Regions from separate parts of the Oryctolagus cuniculus genome. Here region 1 is linked to region 2. The links are chromatin contacts, called in public Hi-C maps. All regions are on one chromosome and are shown on one strand. Each heading gives the region's core, a stretch centred on a gene start, on an enhancer-like site or on the middle of the called end of the contact. The rest is flanking DNA. Distances are from core to core; before and after follow the strand shown. Region 1 overlaps LOC100344331 (mitochondrial adenyl nucleotide antiporter SLC25A24). Region 2 holds the start of HENMT1 (HEN methyltransferase 1).

Region 1 (6,860 bases), core at 249-2,748, 140 kb before region 2:
GGTCTTCCACGTAGGTTCAGGGGCCCAAGCACTTGGGCCATTTCTGACTGATTTACCAGATCATAAGCAGAAAGCTGGATCAGAAGAGGAACATCTGGGATACAAACCAAACCAGTACCCATATGGGATGCCAGTGCCACAGGCAGAGGCTTAGCCTACTATGCCGCAGCACCAGCCCCTCTCCTTGTACTTTTAATATGCCTGAGAAGAAAAAGAAATTGGAAAATCAAGAACCAAAGGACACTAAAGTGACCAGAAAATAACGAACAACAGAAAGAGTGGTACAAGCTGAGATTAGACATGCAGACAGGGATCAAATCATGCATAGCACCATAGGCCATATGAAAGATCCTAGATTTTTTCAAGAGCAATATAAAAGTATATTAGTCAGGACTAACAAAGTTATGCTGCAATAACAAACAACCACCAAATCTCAGTGGCCTATGGGGCAAATATTTCATTCAGACCTGTGTCCATCATAGGTCAGTAGTCCGCTCTGCACCTGGCATTTCTTTTCTTTACTCTAGAGCCAATGCAGCCACTATCTGGAACACTGCTGGTGGCCATGGCAGAAGAAGGGTGAGCTGGAGAAGCACGCTGCACTCTGAAAGCTTCTGCCTGTGGGTGCACACACGATTTCTGTGCACATTTCCTTACCCAAAGCAAGTGACATGCCCTCCTGACCACATGTCCTCCCACAAGGAAGGACACTGAGTACTGCTGAATGATATGGCTGCTATGCCAGGAACCATTTAAGAATTTGGGGCAGCAGAACAACATGATTTAATTCACAATGCGAGAAATCCCTCTAGCTACTGTGTGGAGGCTGGAAGAAAAGGCAAGAACTGGTGTGAGGAGACCAGTTAGATTCATGAGGTGATCAGCCTGAACTGGAGTGGTGGTAGTGGAGAGACAGAACCAGACAGATCATGTGTCTTAAAGGTAGAAATCAAAGAACTTTGTAGGGGCTGGCGCTGTGGCTTAGCGGGTAAAGCTGCCATTTGCAGTGCCAGCATCCCATATGGGTGCCAGTTCGAGTCCTGGGTGCTCCATTTCCGATCCAGCTCTCTGCTATGGCCTGAGAAAGCAGTAGAAGATGGCCTAAGTCCTTGGGCCCCTGCACCCGTGTGGGAGACCCAGAAGAAGCGCCAGGCTTCTGGCTTCAGATTAGCCCAGTTCCAGCTATTGCAGCCATTTGGGGAGTGAACCAGAGGATGGTCGAAGACCTCTCTGTTTCTCTCTCTCTCTCTCTCACTCTGTCCTTCAAATAAATAAAATTAATCTTAAAAAAAAAAAAAAACTTAGTGAAAGATTGGATGAAAGGAGAGAATGGAACCAAAAATAACTTTGAGGTTTCAGGTATGAATGAGACACCACTGTAGATGGAGTTGCCAGTCTGGGATGGAGGGGATAGACTGGGGGTAGGACCAAGGGTTCAGTTTTAGACATGCTAAGTTTGAGATGCCTGTGAGTCAGGCAAGTAGTCAATCTGCATGCACAGCTCAGGAAAGAGGTCTGAGCTGGAAATAGATGTGCAAGTCATTGGTATACACATAGCTCTTAAAGCTCCAGGAGAGAAAAAGTCCACTTCAAGCAGAGAAAGAAGAGGCCTCTAGAAGAAGCTCTGAAGCACTCTGAAAGGCAGATGCCACTTTGAGGCAAACAGCGAACATAGTGCAGTGGGTAAGAGCCCAACCTAAACTCAGGCTTCCTGGACTAAACAACCTTGGAAAAGCCACATCAGTTCTCTGGCTTCACTTTTCTCAGGAGTGCCAGTTTTTTCTGAACTGTGTGTTATGAGGATTAAGTAGGAAAAAATACTCACACAGGGCCTGGCATATAAAAATAATTTCATATATCAAAGTTACTGTTATTTTTACTCAAGGAGACCAAGAAAGAGCTACCAAAGAAATAGGAAAAAACTGAAAAGTGTATTATTAAAGAAATCATGAGAAGGCAATTTTTAGAATGTATTAACTTTTTTTTTTTTTTTTTGACAGGCAGAGTGGACAGTGAGAGAGAGAGACAGAGAGAAAGGTCTTCCTTTGCCGTTGGTTCACCCTCCAATGGCCGCCGCGGCCGGCGCGCTGCGGCCGGCGCACCGCGCTGATCCGATGGCAGGAGCCAGGTACTTCTCCTGGTCTCCCATGGGGTGCAGGGCCCAAGCACCTGGGCCATCCTCCACTGCACTCCCGGGCCATAGCAGAGAGCTGGCCTGGAAGAGGGGCAACCGGGACAGAATCCGGCACCCTGACTGGGACTACAACCCGGTGTGCCGGCGCCGCAAGGTGGAGGATTAGCCTAGTGAGCTGCGGCGCCAGCCGAGTGTATGAACTTTTAATATGCCAAATGATACTAAAAAATTGAGTACAAGAAAAAGCTGAATAGTGTATTTTGGATTATCAACATTTTTGATGAATTGAGGAGTGAGGAACTAATTAAAGACTGAACAGGTTCTCACCTCAAACGCACATAAAAATAAATTCCAAGTGAAGACCTACATGTAAAATGTGAAATCCTAAAACGTTATGAAACAAAACCTAATACATTTGTGAACTTAGTGTAGAAAAGGAGTTCCAAACTAAGACATTAAACAAAAAAATAAACAAACATCAAAGGCCTAGCCCATAAAATACAAATTTGTTAAAATCAAAAACATGCAAAGTACATCATTAAAAAGGTGAAAAAGAAAATCCACAGATAGGACAAAAAGACAATTCTTACAACCAACAAAAGCTAGTATTCAGAAAGTATAAGGAATCTGAAAAATAAGAAAAGAGATAAATGAGCTCCTTGACCCTCCTTTCTATCTTCACTCCCACTTAGATTCAATGATCCATCACCGTAACCAAAACCTTAGATGCTCTGTTCTCCCTGTGCCCCCTTTCATGTCTCTTACTCATTAGGCAAAATCATAACCTGTTTTCAGGTTCAACTTTCCACATTCTCCGCAACTTCAACCCAAAGGCTAATTACAGCTCTAGTCACCCCTCCTCTAATGGAATGGAAAAACAGGCGCAAATTCTGTTGAATATCTGTAGATATGATGGAAAAAATGGTCCCATTCAATGACTTTATTTCTTCAGTGAAGAACGAAGCACTGTGGTGAAGGAATAAGGATGTAAGGATGTGAGGCAAGGGCCGGCATTGTGATGTAGTGGGTAGGGCCTCCGCCTGCAGTGCCATAATCCCATGGGGGCACAGGTGCAAATCCCGCTGCTCAATTTCCGATCCAGCTCCCTGCTGATGTGCCTAGGAAAGCAGTGGAATATGATCTACCCAAGTACTTGGGCCCCTGCACCCACCTGAGGAGACCTGAATGAAGCTCCTGCCTCCTGCTATGGCTGTTGAGGCCATCTAGGGAGTAAACCAGCAAACGGAAGATTTCACTCTGTCTCTCCCTCTCTCTCGGTAACTCTGACTTTCAAATGAATAAATGAATCTTTTAAAAAAATTGAGGCAGAGTCATAAAGACAGACTGTGAAGGCCAGAAGTCTAAAGAGATTAGATGAAGAAGAGCATCATTATTGTAGAGAATAGAAAGGCTGCAACAGAAGAGAAACTGGGTAAGATTTTGGGCCCTGAGAGTACCAATCTGTGTTGTTAATTTATAGGATGTTAGTTTGTGAAATTTATACATCGTGTAGCTAAGAATTGGGCACACAGGGGTGGATGTCTAGCACAGTGGTTAAGATGCTGCTTGAGGAGATTGTGTTGTGGCACAACCGATTAAGCTGGCATATGAGCACCAGTTCTAGTCCCATCTGCTCCACTTCCAAACAGGCTCCCTGCTAATGCTCCTGGGAAAGCAGGGAAAGATGGTCCCAGCCCCTTCAAATAAAATTTTAAAATTAATGAATTTTTTAAAAAGTCTTACATAGCTGTAATGCACCATTACATCAGCAGCTTCCATCAGATTTACCAATATATCAAGCTTTATCCTGCTACAGCAAGCAGTTATTCTAGTCTACAGCCCCCAGAGACTCTAAACCTATTTATTCCACTTAGTGCATGCAGGTTATGGGTGATGGCGCAGTGAGACAGAAGGAGCCAGGATCCTGATGACTATGGAAACTTGATGTCAGCCCTTCCTTGACTGTATAGGTTTATGTGTAACAGAAACAAACTCGAAAATAAATTCAGACCTTAAGCCACTGCTTTTTCAGTTTCTGCCATCCCGTAATTGAACCTGGTTCTAACCAATAAAAATTCCCAGTTAATAATGTATAACTATTCAGAATAATGGATAACCATAAAAATATCCATGGTAAACTATAATCAAAATGACTAGGAATATAGTGCTTGAAATTTCTAATTATATTTAAGTTAGAATATTTTTTGAAGTTAGGATTTTAGAGCCCAGTGTTGTATCATAGCAGGTAAAGCTGCCACCCACAATGCCAACATCCCACATGGGTGCCAGTTTGTGACCCAGTTGCTCTATTTCTGATCAAGCTCCCTGCTGATGGCTGGGAAAAGCAGCAGGAGATGGCTCAAGTGCTTGGGACCCTGTTAGCCACTTGGGAGACCTGGAAGAAGCTCCTGGCTTCTGGTTTTCATTTGCTGGTTCAGGGAGTGAACCAGTAGGTGAAAGATCTATCTCTCTGTTTCCCTCTCTATCTGTAACTCAGATAGATAGATAGATCTGTTGAAAAAATAAAGTTGGGATTCTATATATGAAATTAAAATATTAGAAATGCTTACTTTACTTTAACTCCATGTAGTAATAATTGTGAAATATAGAACTTCGTAAAAATAACAAATGAAGAAATAAACAATTGCAAACAGTGCCTCAACATGACATTCATCCAACCTGTATTAAGATCACGCACTTGGCTAAGCAGTATGCAGGCCACTAGGGATGTGAAGAGAAAGTAGAGTCTCTAATTAACAAACAGATTTTATAAATTTAGCAAATAGGCAAAAAAAAAAAAAAAAGCCTCTTAGCTTTTAGAGAAGACACTTCAGTGGAGAAAAAGGCTAAATGCAATTTGACTACTGATCAGTAGAGGGCGAAAGAACATCAGAACGACTGCTTAAGAACAGTTCTGTGGACCTGATGTTAGCATTTTTCTATAAACATAATTCATTCAGCAAGTGTATTTCCACAGATGCACTGACATATTTAGCTGTGAATATACAAAGTGCATAAATCCATGCTGAATAACATATACTCATGATTTGGAAGATATAAGGTGAAAAAATAATTTGCATATATTCCTATTTTACTCATTCTTTGTTACATTTTTTTTCTTTCTGTGACAGTATCCTGAAAGCTCATTAAGCAAGAAAATACATTTCGTAGGGGCAGATATTTGGTGCATCAATTAAGCCACCATTTGTTATGGTCAAATCTCATATCAGAGTGCCTGGGTTCCAGTCCTGTCTCCACTTCTAATTCCAGCTTCCTACTAATGCACACCCTGGAAGGCAGTGGTGATAGTTCAAGTAGCTAGTACCCTTGCAGGAGACCAGGATTAAGTTTCTGGCTCCTGGCTTCAGCCTGGACCAACCCTAGATGCTTAAGGCATTTGAAGAGTGAGCCAGCAGCTGATAATTCATTCATTCATTCTCTCTCTCTCTGACATAATTAATTTAAATAAAAAAATTTGCATTAGCAGGAAGCTGAATTGGAAGTCATTTTACCAGGCCTGGATTAGAAGCAGCACAGCAGAGACTCAAACCAGGCACTCCCAAATGTGATACAGGGGTCCCAAGCTGGGCCAGATGCTCACTCCCATATTCATGTTTTTCTATCTTGCTGTGTTGTACAGGGGTTTGAGATGTCTTACAATAAAACACACTTTGTATGCAATTTGCACAACATAAAATGGATGCTGTTCATGGTCAGGAAATAAAGTAGACTTTTTATTAACCCTATAGAATTAGAGATTCAGTAATTAAGGAAGGTAGAGTAAAATCCTTACTGTAAGTGAAGTCCAAAAAGTTCTATCACATAAAATTTATGGTCACATTATTGCAGGGCTAAAACAAACCTTTTCAATTAGTGGTACATCTAATGTGTGTTTTAATTTATTTGTCTTTATTTATGATCTGTATTAAGAATAAGCCAATTATTACTTATACTGAATTGAAAAAGCCCTGAATAATCACAAAGTAATCATTTCCTGGCTCTTCACCTTGCAGAAGATAAGGCCTTTACCTAGTTCCCATTTGAGAATTGCAACAAGATGAAGGAGGGGAGCCATTGCCAAATTCACATTGTCTCAGAGACATTGTCACAGTTTGAAGATAGCCAAGATGAGAGAATGCTAAAATACAAATAATAAAAGGAAACACCGTCAGTTGCGCAAGTCTCATTATCAAAAAGGATATACATTGTCTCCTTGGGCAAAACTAAGTTTTTTGTAGCATTGAGTTGATTGAAATATATCTTGCTGAATGATGAAAGGAGAAGACAAAGTCCTTTTAAAATTCCTAAAATAATTGCAATAGTAGGCCTTATAAGGGTATGTCTCATCAATTGCTCTGTTAAAGTGAAGGCCATATTGCTAAAATACAACTCAAAGTAGCTATAGGAAGGGCTAAGATGACATAAACCAGTTTATGATTGTTCCAGTTTTTTTCCCAATAACAGAACTTAAATTAGCTGGAAGAGTAAATAAAACAAATATCCTTAAACATACTTTCCCAAATATCACCCTCCTGCCTGGCCTATTGGCAGGACTGGGACAATATTCTCTACCAGCCTATGTTCACTGATGACGACCCAAGAAGCTAATATTCTGAACTGCTAGATCTTTGCCTGCTTTGAAAACAAGTGAACAGTGGCAGGTGTTTGGGTTAGAAGTTAAACTGGCAGTTAGGATGCCCATATTCATGTCAGAGTGCCTGGGTTC
Region 2 (7,284 bases), core at 1,567-4,066:
GAATCACTGCTGTTGGCTGCATTTGACACACAACCAGGTGTGCAGCCAGGTTTCCCACTCAGAACCACAAGCTGGACCCTTAAAAATTCTCAGCATCAGGCTTCAGCAAGCAAAGCTTTATCAAATTTGCTTTCATTCATTTCTGACATGTGAAGACAGTCACTTCTTATTTGACACACCAATGACATCAAACCATATGAAATCCCATATTGGACTTTAAACTGCCAAAAAGGCAATTCTAGATGCTTCAACTGAATGTTCATGTCTGGATGGCTAAAGATGTTAAAAAAAAAAAAAAAAAAACCTGCACTCTGTGTGCATATACAAAAACACAATAGTGCAGCTGAAAAAAAGAACCCCTCACACAGTAATCTTTGGTCTTGAGCATCAGGCACAAATTAAAATCTAGATACTCACCTTCCCAACACCTAGGATACATCTAGAACATCCCATGCATTAGCACAGGAAGCAGATATGTTGTGTGAAATGGTGACTTTCCATTGAGGTGTTAGAGGCCCATTAACATCTAATTTCAAAACAAACAATTCTATGGCCATGGTACCAGTCTGCCTGATGCTCCGACTACTCTAGAAAGGCGAACCTGCATCCAACTGTACATGTGAACCTGGCTGGCGACACTGAATGCTACCCGAGCCCTGCACTCCTCATAAATGGCTACAGGAAGTCACCTGTTCTTTGTGGGCCAGGAGTGGACTCACTGGAGAAAGCCTCTCCCCCACAGGCGTTAGATTAAGTCGCCAGCTGTCCATTCTTTGCCTCAAAAATCAACACAACCATCTGTCCTCACTGATCAGCAAGACCAGAATTCCCGTGACTGTACTTCTTAGGCTGGCTTCAGGGGGGCGCCTACCAGCCTCTGATTCATCTACTTGCCAGCTTAGCTTCCTCTCTGTCAGAGGAAGACACCTGGCTCAACTCTTGAAGACACCTGTGGACTTTGCCCTCACAACATCACCATCCTTCTACTCCAACAATCCGTCTGAGAAGGTTTCTTACTAGTGTGCTTTATTTGACAAAACACTTCAAAAAACAATCTTAGCAATTCAGTGTTTGTGATGCCCTACCTTCTTGGGTTCATGCTGATCCACTATATCTTTAACAAACTGGTACCGCTGTCTGTACAGTGGAGGTTTAAACTTTATTATCCTCTCCTTGGGAACTTCACGATTATTACCAATCACATTAGTGCACTGAAAATGTAGCCAAAAAAAAAAAAATTAGAAATCTAAGTTACACATGACTTCAGAAACTAAATGGGGGTACAGATTTTTATTTCCCCTCAATGAGATTAAAGTTCATTTCCTTCCGCAACTGCCCTAGCCACATTAAGGGCCCAACTTCCTTGTGGACTAATCAGACAGCAGGGATCTACAGCTGGAGTATGCCAAGTGTGATCTCCAAATACCAGTGTCTTTACCTGGAAATGTCACTAAAACAAAATCTTGAGCCTCACCCCAGACTTGCTGGGACAGAACTCTGAAAGCCAATCAAACCCCCCAGGTGATCCATCCACACCCATCAGTGAGGCACCACGCTTGGAAAGCGTTTAAAGACTGTTATTTTAACAACTGGTGATTTTTAAAAAGTCACTTAACACAGACACGCCAGGTGTGGATATGTCAGCCTCATTCCGCTCACCACCCTGGGAAGCGTGAGAACCGAGATGCCAGGCGCTGCTCCTGGCTGCCCCCAGGTGTTTTAACTTCCGAGAAAAAACAAGAGTGGCGTTACCTGTGCCTTCTCTCCTTCCATTTCCCTTCCAAGTTTCGCTGAGACAAAAATGCAGATGGTCCCTTCAGGCTGTTCGTCAGAGACTCAGCAGCGATTCCGCTGTAAATACAAGCCGTTTCGAGAATGACACCCAAGAGAAACAGCTTGGGGGGGGGGGGGTGTGCTCTCTGCCTTTCCATGAAAGCCATTCAGTCCCTGGAATACCCACTTAAGTATTGTTTCAGACGTGAGCAAACGGGCTCGGGAAGCCGAACCCCTCACCTCATTCAACCCAGCTAAGCACAATGACACCCCTTCTGCCCTTCTACCCCCAGTTCAGTCAGATACAAATAACACTCTTGGGAGTTCAGCCAGTTTCTTTTCTAAGAGCCTGCACCTCCTCCAAGCTGTTTCCAATCAATGACCTACCCACTCATCGGTAAAATGGCATTTCGTGAAGGGGGACAGTTCCCTTAACGACTTGGGACACTAGAGACGCCGCAGCATCACTTCTATTCACTCTCGGACTTGGGTTTCGACTTTGGTCCTTTATTGCACTCTGGTCTCCAACAACCAGAACTTAACCTGAAATTTAGGCAACATGGCAATCACAGCTTCTAAATAATTCCCCGACGTCTGCTGCGAAACCCTGCTCCTGCGAGCCAACCTGCCCTTCCTCCACGAGCACCCGTCGTCCTCACCGCTGACCCTGGAGCCAGGCGCACTCCCAGGCGGCGAAGCAAGGCAAAGCGCAGTAAGCGGACCAGACCCAGCCTCCGCCCAATTTAACTCCAGGCCCCGCCCCTGACGCCCGACCTCGCGCAGACTCACAAGGCGACGTTACCCGCCCGCCGCTCCACCTGCGCCCGCCACACCTGCGCCTCCGGGCTCCCCGCTGCTGGGTGCGCCCTCTAGCGGGGGGCGCTCGGGGTCCGCCCTGTGTACCTGGATCCCTGCCGTGCGCCCGCCGCTGCGCTCCCGGCTCCCGGCTGTAGGGCGTCGGTTTTGCGCCTCAACGGCCCGCGAGGCGCATGCGGCGAAGCCATTTTCTAGGTCTTCACGGGAACCTCGGCGGGGGCCGCGGCTCCCGCGTCTCCCGCGCGGGCTCGCGCTGCGGCCCCCCGCTCGGCCCGCCGCCGCGACTGTTGAGCCGAGGCGGCGCCGCAGCGAGCTGGGCCAAGCCCTGGAAACGGCCCTGGCCGACGGAAGGCGGCGGAGAAGCGGCCGCGCTCACCGCGAGCGCACGCCGCCGCCTCTGCCGCCCCTGGACGGTCCTCCGGAACCGGCTTTGAGGGACTCCGGGCTGCATCAAGTTGGTCCCGTAACACCTGAACTCAGAAAACACGCTTTCTCAGCTCCCTCCACACCCCAACTCGTTTTTTTCTTTTTTTTAACCCACGTGCTGTGGACGAAATTGACCTATTAGGCCTACTGTACCGTGACCTTGCCTGTAGAAATTCAACTTAACGCTTTATAAACTGTGCTTGCTTTTCCGTGTGCGATGGAAGGGCTTAAGGAGAATCAGAGGAGGATGGAAACATTACTACTTCAGTTTGGTTTTTGTTTTGTTTTGTTTTTCCATTTAATTTGAAAGGTAGAGTCGGAGACCTTGGATCTGCTAGTTCACTCCGGTAATGCCTGCACCAGAACTCAATCCCAGGTCTCTCATGTGGATGGCAGCGACCCAATTACTTGAGCTAACACCTGCAGACTCCAAAGGTATGCAGTAGCAAGAAACTGGAATTGCAAGGGGAGCTGGGATTGCAACCCAGACACTCCAATACGGTTGCGGGCCTCGGAGCCAGGTCTCTCTTAACCTGTCCCCAAAAGTCCCTCCCCCTTAAAAAAAAAATGGTGTAAAAAGCTTTAGGAATTTGCATATCACCTTGCTCAGGGGCCATTACTCGGTATGGTTCCCATTTTACTATATGTGCTGCTGAAAGCACCAAAACTAGTATTTTAGAAATCAAAAGCTGATACTTATTACCGAATTCACAGCCTAATAATATAAGCGTTATAGTGGAACTGGATTTTTCAAACGCTCAACACCCCTGGCAGCACATTGTGCTAATTGTTTAAGAATGCACCAAGATGAGTTACACAAAGCTTGTTTTTGGCGCTGGGATGCAGTGTTAATGTCACCCCACAGTGTAAGAGGCTTCTGTTGGCCTGGCTCAGCTGTAGTTTTAACCCACTGTCTTTGTTAAGAGAGCATACTCCTTACCACAGAATATAATTTAGGTAGAGACTTTCAAAGTAAGTAATAAACTTCTGGTCACATATTCAAAAGAATTGAGAGCAGGAACTCAAATATTGTACATCCAAGTTCACAGCAGCGTTGCTGACAGTAGCCAAAATGTGAAAACAGCCCAAATGTCCATCAATAGGAAAATGTCTTAAAAAAAAAAAAAAAGTGGTTTCTGCGTTATCCAGCCTCATGGGCATTATGGGACAGCGGCCTAGGCTGCTGCCTCGGACCTCCACGTGCTGACAGGACAGCAGGGGTCAAACACTGGCTACTCTGCTTCTGACCAGATTCCTGCTCAGGTGCCTGGGAGGCAGCAGATGATGTGCCAGGGAGGAGGTACCCAGATGGAGCTCTGAGGCATCCAGCCCAGCCCTGGCTGGTGCAGATATTTGAGAAATGGTGGATGGAAGATTGCACTCGCTCTCGCTCCCTCTCCTGTGCCTTTCAAATACTCTTTTTTTTTTTTTTACATGCCTACACATGCAATGGGATATTCAGTCTTTAAAAGGGGTTAAATCCTAACACTTGCTACAACATGGATGAGCCTTGATGACATTATGTTCAGTGCTATAACCAGTCACAAAAGGAAGAATAGTCTGTGATTCCACACTTACATGAAGTTGGCAAATTCGTAGTGACAGGAAGTGGATTTTAGTTTGGGATGAAGGCAAAGTTCCCCTTCAATGATCATGCAACAAGGTGAATTTTTTTTTTTTTTTTGACAGGCAGAGTGGACAGTGAGAGAGAGAGACAGAGAGAAAGGTCTTCCTTTGCCATTGGTTCACCCTCCAATGGCCGCCACGGCAGGAGCCAGGTACTTATCCTGGTCTCCCGTGGGGTGCAGGGCCCAAACACTTGGGCCATCCTCCACTGCACTCCCTGGCCACAGCAGAGAGCTGGCCTGGAAGAGGGGCAACCGGGACAGAATCCGGCGCCCCGACCGGAGGATTAGCCTAGTGAGCCACGGCGCTGGCTATGGTGAATATTCTTAATACCACTGACTAGTACACTTAAACATCATTAAAATGGTAAGCTTTATATATATATATAATAATTTAAAAAATTTTAAGGAAATTTTCTAAGTTAACAAATGATCTATTCAGAATTCTTAGAGCTACAGTTGTTGCCTTAGAATTGTTGCTGGTTGATCCTTTTTTTTAACCTGACTTCCTCGTGACCAATTTCCTTCCAGATTTGTCCATTTCAGCGTTCTCCTGGTCTTCTACTCTCAGAGTCTGAAAATCCTCCTTGGCTCTGTCCACTTCCCACGTTTGGACAGTCACCAACTCTTGACCTCTTCAAGCTGCTGCTGCATCTGTTCTGTCCCCGTGGCCAATGCCTTAGCCTTTGTCACAGCTCAGCACACCTTCCTCCACCAGCTTTAAGTCCCAGTGAGATGCAGCCCATGTTGTATCTTTCCAGAATAAGTTGGAAGCCAAATAGACTTTAACTGATTTAACTGTCACTCCTTTACCCTTGGAAATTTACTCATTCTTTCAGACTGTTGGGTTGTTGGGGTTTTTCTGTTGGGAAGTAAAAATTAAGTGAGATTACCTATTTCATCAATATTTAGTAGTCCTTCAGTATCCAGGGGAGACAAGTTACAGGATCCCCCTCAGGTAACAAAATCTGTGGGTACGCGTAATTTACCTACAGCCTCCCATACACTTCACACCATCTCTAGCTTACTGATAATACCTAATACAAAGTAAACAGTTCTGTATTATTCAGGGAATAACAGCAAGGAGAAAAGTCTGTACATATTCAGTACAGATGCAATTTTTCCCACGTGCAGATGCAGAACCCACTGACATGGAGGACCAGCTAATAATGCAGCAGGTACTGACCCGAGGGGAAAAGGCAGATAAAGGATCTCTCCTGGGCCTCAACAGTCCTGCAGGTGTAGGTGTCCCTCATGCAATGGGTAACCAGAAGTCCTCCTGGGTGCCAGCTGGAGCCTGATGCTCATCATAGGATGAGACACTTGGAGGTCTTGGGAGAAGATGGTCATACTTTTGCACAACGGAGAAATGTAAATACTTTGTGGCCTGAAGGAAGATTGTGACAGATTAAAATTTACAGTCTTTGGGCCGGCATCATGGCACAGTGGGTTAAACTATTGCCTATGATGCTGGCACCCCATATGGGTGCCTATTCGAGTCCCAGCTGCTCTGTTTCCTATCCAGTTTCCTATTAATGCACCTAGGAAAATAGCAGAAGATGGCCCAAGTGCTTGAGCCTCTGCCATCCCCATGGGATACCCGGATGGAGTTCCAAGTTCCTGGCTTCCTCCTGGCCCAGCCTTGGCCATTGGGGCCATGTGCAGAGTGAACCAGAGAATTGAAGAGCTCTCTTGTGCTCTCTCTCTCTACTATGCCTTTCAAATAAATCTTAAAAAAAAGATAATGCAGATTTTCCATGAACTTGTTGAAGTACCCTCATGTTAAGTAACTCTTAAGCCCCACTCCCTGGCGATGAGTCTCAGAGGACCTAGAAAAGTCAGACCATTGGTTTGTGTGAGGGATGTTGACGTCAGGTGCAGGTCCTTGTAATCAAGGCTCTTCGGTGCTGTTGTAACTGATCTAGCTAACGAAAATTCTATGCATCGTGGGGAAAAGTTTCGTGTGTTTTCTCTTGAGTCTTGATTGGAGCTATCATCCAATTAACCAATCTAAACCGCCCCTCTTCCAGACCAATCATAAGAACCGCCCCTTTTTACAGCCCACAAAACCATAGACAAGCAGATTTCAAAACTGCCTTCTTCAAGGAGTTTTTTGGTTTTTTTTTTTTGGTCATTGCTGGGCGATTTTTTTCTTTTGTATTTGCTTTAACTTCTCTGCTTTCTTTTGATAAACTACTTCTGCTTTACTTACTCTTCCTTGTCTGTGCTCCGCATTCTTCACAGACATGAGACACGAACCAGCAGAGAAAAAGAATTGTGACAACCACAGACTCCTGCAGCAGTGGGGTGGTGAGAAATTTTCCCGTATTTGTTTACTTAGAAATGTATTCAGTCAGGGTTGTTCTGACAATGAAATTCACTCAGGCCGCTTTAGAAAAGTAGGATTTTGGGGGCCGGCGCCATGGCTCACTTGGTTAATCCTCCGCCTGCGGCGCCAGCAACCTATATGGGTGCTGGGTTCTAGTCCTGGTTGCTCCTCTTCCAGTCTAGCTCTCTGCTGTGGTCTGGGAGGGCAGTGGAGGATGGCCCGGGTGATTGGGCGCCTGCACCCACGTGGGAGACCAGGAGGAAGCACCTGGCTCCTGGCTTCGGATCAGCACAGGGCTGGCTGTGGCGGCCACTT

The links. A called contact is a pair of places that touch in the nucleus more often than the background predicts.
Region 1: a contact with region 2 is called in a Hi-C map of skin fibroblasts, with 2.7 times the contacts expected there. The contact joins the enhancer-like site here to the promoter of HENMT1 in region 2. A contact is called at or near these places in 5 of 6 Hi-C or Micro-C datasets (ear pinna, embryonic fibroblasts, psoas muscle and 2 more).

The regions. Positions count from the first base shown.
Region 1 is chr7:61,913,674-61,920,533 of mOryCun1.1, reverse strand. All of the region lies in intron 2 of LOC100344331 (mitochondrial adenyl nucleotide antiporter SLC25A24), which reads right to left. Among named protein-coding and RNA genes, the nearest start is that of EEIG2, 39 kb to the right of the region's middle. Within about 2 kb of position 1,498, at least 1 of the 8 cell types and tissues checked has an H3K27ac peak or open chromatin away from gene starts, as enhancers often do.
Region 2 is chr7:61,772,038-61,779,321 of mOryCun1.1, reverse strand. HENMT1 (HEN methyltransferase 1) reads right to left here and starts at 2,816. Exons shown (of 8, transcript XM_070077965.1): 1 at 2,677-2,816; 2 at 1,753-1,851; 3 at 1,086-1,211. The coding sequence starts at 1,773. It also overlaps the pseudogene LOC138850760.